Regions from separate parts of the Ovis aries genome. Here region 1 is linked to region 2. The links are chromatin contacts, called in public Hi-C maps. All regions are on one chromosome and are shown on one strand. The core of a region is the stretch at or near the end of the contact, and the rest is flanking DNA. Distances in the headings are between cores, read along the strand shown.

The links. Hi-C and Micro-C count contacts between places; a contact is called where the count stands out from the background.
Region 1: a Hi-C map of liver shows a contact between it and region 2, with 3 times the contacts expected there. The contact joins two enhancer-like sites. A contact is called at or near these places in 5 of 16 Hi-C or Micro-C datasets (hypothalamus, liver, muscle and 2 more).

Annotation. Positions count from the first base shown.
Region 1 is chr3:95,195,913-95,200,919 of ARS-UI_Ramb_v3.0, forward strand. No RefSeq gene overlaps it. Among named protein-coding and RNA genes, the nearest start is that of NOTO, 30 kb to the right of the region's middle. Within about 2 kb of position 2,464, at least 16 of the 54 cell types and tissues checked have an H3K27ac peak or open chromatin away from gene starts, as enhancers often do. A contact at or near this core is called in liver, where this site is marked.
Region 2 is chr3:95,014,710-95,019,330 of ARS-UI_Ramb_v3.0, forward strand. The region is part of intron 9 of SFXN5 (sideroflexin 5); the gene reads right to left. Among named protein-coding and RNA genes, the nearest start is that of SFXN5, 72 kb to the right of the region's middle. Within about 2 kb of position 2,407, at least 3 of the 54 cell types and tissues checked have an H3K27ac peak or open chromatin away from gene starts, as enhancers often do. A contact at or near this core is called in liver, where this site is marked.

The DNA.
Region 1 (5,007 bases), core at 1,214-3,713, 180 kb after region 2:
ACACTTTCCCGGGCACCCACACATTCATACACAGCAGACACCACACCCTCACACCCCCAACACACACTACACCTGCTCACACGTGCCCTCACATTCATTGGAGTTGGCGGCCATACACCTGGTATATGAGAAAGCTAAGGAGCCCCCACCAGGCCGCACCAAAGAGCGTGAGGTGGAGAGAACTGCGCCTTCGTAATCTGCCTGATGAGATGCAGGAGGAGGAGATCCCACCGCTTCCGGGATGTAGGACTCAGGCTTTAGCTCAGTCCTGTCACAGCAGACATGTGACCTGGGTCACCCTGTCCACAACCAGGAAAAAAAGCAATAGGAGGAACTGTCCAAAGTCTTCAGACAGGCATTAGGGCCCTGGGTATTCACCCTACAGCATATACTGAGGGCCACCCCAGCCTGGGTGCTGCAAGGCAGATAAGAAATTCCAGGCTAGGCTTGGTCCCTGCCCTCAAGGAGTCAGCATCAAGCTGGAGAGAGAAGCAGGGCTTCGTATCAGAGGATGTAAGAACAAACACACACCAACTGTGCAAACTCACTGTCAGGTGGAGACTCTGAGGATCAAATGGGGTTCAAGGTAAATCAAGCAACCCCGGGGTGGCCGCAGCAACTGGCCATGTCTGCAGGGAAGAATTCAGACTTGGGAATGAGGAAGGAGGGAGAAACAGTCATTTATTCATTTATCAGCTATTTATTTACTCAGCCTCTACAGCCTACCTAGTGCTCTGAGGAAGGAGACCCCTGCTTTCTGCAACTTCTATCCCAGCTGGGAGAAAGTCAGCACCAACCTAATGCACCAACCTAGGGAGGGTTACCCTAGGACAGGGGAGGGCTCCTAGGGCAAGAGGGCAGGCCTGAGACTAGGGCAAAGCAAGAAGACCCTCCCTCCCAGGAGCTGCCCCTGCACCGTGCAACCTCCGGGGGAGTGGCCTTAAATCTGTGCCCTCAGTGGCGCCTCCCTTGCCTCACACTCATCCCAGTTGTGTCAAGAACACTAAGGGGAGGAGCCTAGGCAGGAAGCTCCAATTTGCTATCAAGTCCTCCTAGTCTGATTTCTCCTCTGTGTGTCTCGGTTTTTATCCTCCGTTTCCGTAGAGCCCCAGTTACCCTGGCCCAGCCTCTGGCCCCAGCCTTAGCTTTCCTTCCCTATGCCTCAGGGTGTCAGAGGAGGTTCCCTCCTCCCTACCCACCACCGCCCCACCGCCTGCAATGGCTGTTCTGGGAGAGGGGGTGGGGGGGAGGTGCACTCTGGGGACCTGAAGGGGAGACTGGGAAGAAAGAAAGCTCACCCTAGCTAGGAACAGAGTCTGGTCCCGGTGAAGCCATCATTAGAGCCTCAGTGGGTTTGTCCCCAAAGGCTCCCATGTCACCCTCTTTCTCTCTTTTCCTGCTATGATCTCTCTTACTAAGGACCTGTATAACACAAGTAAAATGAAGTCGCGTCACCAGGCTCCTCGGTCCACAGGATTTTCCAGGCAAGAATACTGGAGTGGGTTGCCATTTCCTTCTCCAGGGGATCTTCCCGACCCAGGGATCAAACCTGGGTTTTCCGCGTTGCAGGCAGACACTTTACCATCTGAGCTACCAGGGAATCCCGTATAATATAAGAGACCATGTCTGTTTCCCAGCTTGGAGCACTCTGCACTCCACACTCAGTGGAGAAAGCCTGAATGTGGATGCAGTGACGCCCAGGCCCCTCTGGCAGACTTCAGGAAGTGGGACCCTCAAAAAACTGCAGAAGCTCTGGGGCCTGGAGGGTAGTTTGGGGCACACAGGGGCCTCTCAACGCCCCCCATAGCTCCATAGCTGACTCTCACAGTGTCAAGCTCAGCCAGACCCCATCCCTCACCTAACGAAGGCCAGCGCGATCTGCGGTCTCAGCCTGGCGGGCCCTGCCAAGGGTGTGAGTGTTCTCTTCCTCCCTCCACGCTCATTTCCCCCTGGCAACCTCGATGCCCTTTCCAAGGACGTTCTCCGCCTTCAAGGCCGGATTGACCTCAGCAAGAGGGGCTCTAAGAACAAGAGGTGGGGGACGGGTAGGTGGGTCTCCACTGCCTCCTAGGCCCCGGGGAGAAGGTGGGAAGCCCCTCCCGGAGCCCTCGACTGCAGCGCTGATCAATGGGCCGCAGCCGGCGGACTGGGCCGGACCGAAGGATTAGGGCGGAGAAGGGCAATTACGGGCGAGCGGCCGGCACCGGCTTTCCTCCACTGCGGGGCTCAAATGCCGCATTTCGGATGCAGCGCCGCGCCGCCCTGTTTGCTCGGGGAGTGGGGGCTCCGGGGCAGGAAGCCAACTCGCAAGAGTATCGGAGATTAGGGCTCGCGGCGGCGGGGGCGGGCGCTGGACAAACAAGCGGCGGCCGCCTCAATCCGCCGCCCTCTATTCCGCCCGCGGCTACGCAAGGCCGGGACGCGGGGAGGCGCCCTCGCGGGCCGGGGAGGCCGCGGCCCCTACCCCGCCCCGGGCTCCGCGCTCCCCCGGGGACGCTCCGCCTGCAGGCTCGAGCTGCGGGGGCGGGGCGCAGAGCCGAGCTGCGCCTGGCGGGGAAGCGACGGATTTTGTTTTATTTTTTTTTTTCTTCCTTTAAATATTTATCAGTTTTGCTCCTTAATAAGCTTACACGTGGAAGACCAACTCCCGTAAAAATTGGGTTGGTACCGTAGATCATGGTGGGAGAATGAGAAAAAGGAGGGCATGGACGACAGAGCAGGACCTGGGTGGAGTCGGGAGGACAAGGAAGGGGAAGACGGAGGGCGAATGGAGGAAAGCCAGGCGCCGGTCCCTCCGACCCTCCTCTCTCCCCGCACCTCTACCTCCCCATCTGCCTGGTGGGGGTGAGGGCCAAGAGCTCCCGGCTGGGGATGGGAAAGGAAAAAGAGGCAAAGGTGGAGGTGTGAAGACCGGGGAGCGGCGGGCCCCTTGCAGCCCGGGCCATGCGGCAGAGGACGGCGTCTCCTGTGTCCAGGGGCCCGCGCTGCCCGGCGCCGACCGCCGCCCTCGGTCTGAGTTCTCCGCTGCTCTGGGAGGCGAGCCTTTGATAAGCCTCCAGGAGCGCCGGAGGACATGTCCAGACTCTTACTCCAGAGCTTCCAGGGACCTAAAGGCCAGAAGGACAGTCCGGGACCCCAGAACAAATTCTGGGAGCTGTGGAATTCACCCCCTGGCTTCTGCCTCAGCCCCAGCTACAGCCCCTCCTGCCCTTCCGCAACTCTCAGACCCTGCTCCTCCCTGTTCCCTGAGCAGACTGGCCATTCCTAAAAACATGCCTTTGCTCAGGTTTCCGGGAGGGTTCAAATCCTGACCATCAAGGCACAGCAAGCATCCAGTCTCTTCCTCCTGGAAGCCCTCTAGGGCTTCTCCAACTCAGAGCCCCTTCCAATTTAGCATCTGATTCCATCACAAGACCCCTCTGTGGTGGGCCCCAGCCTTCTCTCTTCCCTTTCAAAGTCAGGCTGTATGTTCTCTTAGAACTGAGCAGTTTGGCTCTGAATAGGATCTGCCCACACTCGCCCCCACCTCCAGACAGCTGGAGCTTAAAAAGTTAGTGGGCTGGTCGGGGAGGTACTTGTGCCTATGAGGGCCTTTGTTCCTTAGGAGTGACACAGGTTCTCTCCCAGGGAACCCCACCCAGTTCCTCACTCCTCTGACTGGCTCCTCTGCTCCTTTCCCCACCCCACCGAGATCCCTTGGGAGGTAAGGCCACTTTGTAATCTTCCCCTGTTCTTGGAAAGCTTATGAAGTCCCTTCTCTGGCTGTTGACACCTCTGAACTAAACAGGCTTCCTTTTCACCCTCTCCTGAGGTCCTTAGTGAGCTGCTGGAACCTCTAGAAATGATCAGGCAACTACCAGTTCCAAGATTCAGGAGGTTAAGACCTCACCTCAAGAGAAGTTGTGGCTAAAACCACCAGGAAGCTGCCCTCACCATGGGTGGACATACTGACCAGACAGTGCAGCCTGTGGAGGGCAATGCAGCCACATCAGCCATTTCAAATGAACCTCTCTCTCATCCCAGGAGTTACACAAGAATCTCTCCTTAAAAGTGCTTGCAGGGAGCACAGCACCTAGGAGGATGTTTGTCATGAGGGGAAAGAGAAAAAAATCTTAAAGCCCATCAGTGGTGGACTGGCTCAACCGTTTGCATGCTGTGCAACCGTTTGTGAAAAATTTGGTGGAGGTATATATACCGACACAGAGACGTGTCCAATATATATTAAATGAGGAATAAAGCAAGTTTAAAATAGTTTAAAATACTTTGATGCAATGATTTTTTGTAAAAATTGTTATAATAAATGTTAGTATATGTATGGGACAGAAGTAAACCTGAAAAAATGGTGGTTATTTTGTTAGGAGGTTATAGAGAAGCTTTCATTTTCTTAATAATAATTTTGGTATTGTTTAGTTTTTACACAAAATGTATATATTAGCTTCGGAATTCGAAAAGAAAAATAAGTCTATGGACCATCTTGTCAGGACAGAAGGGTCTTGACTGGAAGCACATTTGAGGCTGGCAAGGATTATGCTCTGGCAGGAAGACGGGTCCCACCAACACACTGACATCTCCTAGGTGTAACTTTCCTCGAAACCTCCCTGCCTGCTCCCGCTCGGTCCCTTCCCTCCCTTCCGCCCCAAGGTTGGGAAGGTAGCCAGACGAGAATTGTAGTCTTTTTTTGTTTTGACAGTTGGGGATATCCTGCAACTGGCTATTTTCTTCCAGCCAGTTGAACCAGCGGGTCATGCCTGTCTCTACCCCACAGTTAGGAAGCGTTGACTTCACCAGCTGGAAAGCAGTGATCTTAGACACCGGACACAACGTCCCTCCTTGCCCCTCTAGTGCCCTCGGAGCACAGCGCTGCGTACCACCTTCCGACTCGGGCTTCATTTCCCGGAGTTTCTGAGGGGTCTGTAGACCAAGCTGATCCTAACCCCTAACTAAGCTCCCAGGTGAAAGACCTCTTCTTCCTTGCTCCGAGACCCGGCGGATGCGATTGCAGCCTGC
Region 2 (4,621 bases), core at 1,157-3,656:
GGGATTTTGTGTAAGAATTCCCCATGGGGCCAGCGGCAGGGTGCCTGGGAGAAGCCAGAGCCCAGGACCCGTGGACGGCAGATTGGGCTGAGAGAGCAGTGGACCCACCTCTGTCCAAGCTCTCGCTCCCGGGAGGGTGGATTTGCCATGGGCAGCTGAGGGCACAAGAAGGGGAGGAGGGAAGTCTGGCTCCCTGGCAGACCCCCACAATGGAGACAAATGCTGCCCGGCACCAAGAACTGGGGACCCGCGTCCCAAGACCTTCAGTGTCATCGGGGAACACAGCTGATAACTGTCTCCTTGAGTAGGAGGGTCCTTCCAGGCCAACACCAGCCTAGCTTCTACAAGGCCAGAGATGAGACATCGGATGGGGTTGGAACAATGCCTGTGTCCTCCACTCCAGCCCCCTGCAGAATGCCTCTATCTCCATGGGCTTCAGGCAATCCACCTGCACACACGGCAAATGAGGGTCATCTTGATCTTCCTCACCCACATCCTGTCTGCCTCTCCCATTCCCAGCTCAGCTCTTCAAGCCAGAACCCTAGGGGTCTACCTGGACAGGAGCCTCTGCTACCCCACACCCAGCTCTGTGTGCTGGGTGTCTTAAGTACAGCTATTTCTCTCTCTCTCTCTGCTCAAGCCCACCATTTAGCTTAAGCACCCATCACTTCTCCCTGGACAACTGCCCACCTCCTAACTGGGCTCCCTACTTGCCCTCTTGACCCTTCTAATCCACTGTCTAATCCACAGCAGCCAGAGTGGAACCAACACGCGTGAGTCTCTCAGTGGTTTCACTGCATTTAAGACCCACACGGCCCTAGCTGACCACCTGGACATGCTTGCAAGGCTCTGGTCACTTCAGCCCCACCCTGCTCCTCCAATGAGCCAGTTCCCTCCCTCCCTCTCCCACCTTTTCTCGAAAGCCCTGCCCTCTCTCAGCTTCCTCACTTTTCAGCTTGAACATCAGGCCTTCAGAGAGGCCTCCTTTTCACTCAGGGCTCCCCCTTTTTACAGCCTCTCACGAAACCTGGAGCTCTTCTTTCCACATACCTATCACAGTCCCTAAGTTCATTCATTTACTTCTTAAAACGTTGGGAATCAAAGTAACTCATGTGTATTATTTAAAACAGAATTATATGGAAATATTGTTATCTGTGGACACTTTACCAAACATCCATCTCTCCCCATAGGCCCTAAAGTGCTGGGCACAGGGCCTATGTACACTCTTATTCCTCATGGAATTTCTGGTGCCTGATGAAATGAGTAGGTGCTTAATAAATGTTTCTAGATAAATCAAGTGACTGATTTCTGAAGCAGAAAAAAAAAAAAAAAAAAAAGAGCCGCAAATGAGACTTGTCTTGTGCAGCCACTGCTGTCCACCTCGGCAAACACAGCTCTATGGGGCCAGATCCACGTGCAGGGCTAAGACCACCTGAGCGAATGGTATATCCACTCTGCCAGGAGGAGGAGCTTTGAGGGGGCACGTGCCCTCCCCCAGGGCTAGGAAGGCTTCTGAGAAAGGGGATGCCCAACTGAGCCCTGAGGGAGGGTAGGGAGCAGCCAGGCAAGAAGGGAGGGGGACTCTGCAGGCTGCAGGAATATGAAGTACCAGGTTGTCTGCAGCCAGTTCTGCGGACTAACAGCACCTGCCATAAGGGGCCCAAGGCGCCCTGTAGGACAACAGACGGAGCACGTCTGAAAGGAGGGATGGCATGAGGTCAGAATTTAGGATCTACTTCTGGGTGGTGGATCATAAAATAACCAAGTGGTCATACAACCAAGCATGACAGTTGGACCATAAAGAAGGCTGAGCGCTGAAGAATTGTTGCTTTTGAACTGTGGTGTTGGAGAAGACTCTTGAGAGTCCCTTGGACTGCAAGATCAAATCAGTCAATTCAAAACCAAATCAACCCTGAACATTCATTGGAAGGACTGATGCTAAAGCTGAAGTCCCAATACTTTGGCCACTTGATGGGAAGAGCTGACTCATTGGAAAAGACCCTGATGCTGGAAAAGATTGAAGGCAGGAGGAGAAGGAGACGACAGAGGATGAGATGGTTGGATGGATCACCGACTCAATGGACATGAGTTTGAGCAAGCTCTGGGAGACAGTGAAGGACAGGGAAGCCTGGTGTGCTGCAGGCCATGGGGTCACAAAGAGCAGGACACGACTGAGCTACTGAACAACACCACCACCAAAGTGGCCAGGGGTTTTTGCAGGCCCTGGTGGAGCAAGGGCTAGAACAGGTCAAGGCATCGCCGAGGTACCAAAATTGCCCACCAGAGGGCGTGCATTGATCCAATAGAATAAAATCGATAGCAACCAGTGGACCCTGAGCCTCTATGGAGGTCAGTTTGTCCTGCAACCCCAATCAGGCTGTTGCTTGGCAACAGGTCCAAGAGCAAAGGGCCAAGGTGGCCAGGACAGAGTTGTGCACAGGTTCAAACACCAGTCAGCTCCAGCTGCAGCTGTGTAGCTTCTTTGCTAGCAATAGTGACCAACATTGACCCCTGAACCATGCCCCAGAGGAACCTGCTGGCCACTTACAGGAAAACCAATGATATCAGACCCCTTCTGTCTAGGAAGGGACAACAACATGTCCTCCCCAGGATAGATGTGGAGCCGATATCTGCGTCAGACTTGTCACTGCCAGCATCACCATCTGCAGGCTTCCGGAACACTTCAGATTCGGATGCAGGGTCCATACAATGGGCCCTCCAACCTGGAAGCCACACAGAGTGACAGCAGAGAGGCAGCAGTCTGCTCTGGATTCTCAGGCTGTTGGTCTCCTAACTCCATCAGGCTCAGAGAAGAGTATCTGGGCCTGAGCTACACGCTGGACCGCAGAGGACACCCTGAGCTACACCCTGAGCTATACCCTGGACCACAGAGGACACCCAGAGCTACACCTTGGACCATGAGGACATCCAGAGCTATACCTTGGATCACAGATCACACCCTGAGATACACTCTGGACCATGAGGACACCCAGAGCTACACCCTGGACCGCAGAGGACACCCAGAGCTACACCCTGGACCACAGAGCACACCCTGAGCTACACCCTGGACTGCAGAGGACACTCTGAGCTATACCCTGGACCACAGAGCACACCCTGAGCTACACCCTGAGCTACACCCTGGACCACAGAGCACACCCTGAGCTACACCCTGAGCTACACCCTGGACCACAGAGCACACCCTGAGCTACACCCTGAGCTATACCCTGGACCACAGAGTACACCCTGAGCTATACCCTGAGCTACACCCTAGACCACAGAGCACACCCTGAGCTACACCCTGAGCTACACCCTGGACCATAGAGCACACCCTGAGCTATACCCTGGACCACAGAGGACACCCTGAGCTACACCCTGAGCTACACCCTGGACCACAGAGGATACCCTGAGCTACACCCTGGACCACAGAGCACACCCTGAGCTACACCCTGAGCTATACCCTGGACCACAGAGTACACCCTGAGCTATACCCTGGACCACAGAGGCTACCCAGAGCTATACCCTGGACCACAGAGGACACTCTGAGCTACACCCTGAGCTACACCCTAGACCACAGAGCACACCCTGAGCTACACCCTGAGCTACACCCTGGACCACAGAGCACACCCTGAGATACACCATGAGCTACACCCTAGACCACAGAGCACACCCTGAGCTACACCCTGAGCTACACCCTGGACCACAGAGGACACCCTGAGCTACACCCTGAGCTACACCCTGGACCACAGAGCACACCCTGAGCTATACCCTGAGCTATACCCTGGACCACAGAGGATACCCAGAGCTACACCCTGGACCACAGAGCACACCCTGCTGGACCACAGAGGACACCCAGAGCTATACCCTGGACCACAGAGGACACCCAGAGCTAGACCCTGGACCATAGAGCACATCCAGAGCTACACCCTGGACTACAGAGGACACTCTGAGCTACAACCTGGACCACAGAGGACACCCAGAGCTATAGCCTGGACATGAGGACACCCAGAGATATACCTTGGACCATGAGGACACCCTGACCTACACCCTGGAGCATGAGGACACCTGGAGCTACACCCTGGACCATGAAGACACCTGAAGCTACATCCTGGACCATGAGGACACCCTGACCTACACCGTGGACTGCAGAGCACACCCTGACCTACACCCTGGACCATGAGGACACTCTGACCCACACCCTGGACTGCAGAGCACACCCTGACCTACACCCTGGACCATGAGGACACCTGGAGCTACACCCTGGACCATGAAGACACCTGAAGCTACATCCTGGACCATGAGGACACTCTGATCTACACCCTGGACCACAGAGGGCTCCTGCTGAAGATGCTGATAAAGACACTGAGGCACAGAAGTGAAGTCAAGGACAGACACTATTTTACTGACACAAAGCCACTTCTTTCTTCCTGCTTCCCTGTGGTGTAGGGTGGTTAGAAAAGTCAGGCTGTGCTGTTGGCTCCCCACTGGAGGAACTCTTACCCTGCCCCCTGGTAGACAAGTCTCTCCCAGGTGCTCTGAGACCAGAGGGGACTGCAACAAAACTTTTGAGGGGCTCTTCAAGTGTAACAAGGGGTTGCACTCTACCCACCTGCATACTTGGTTT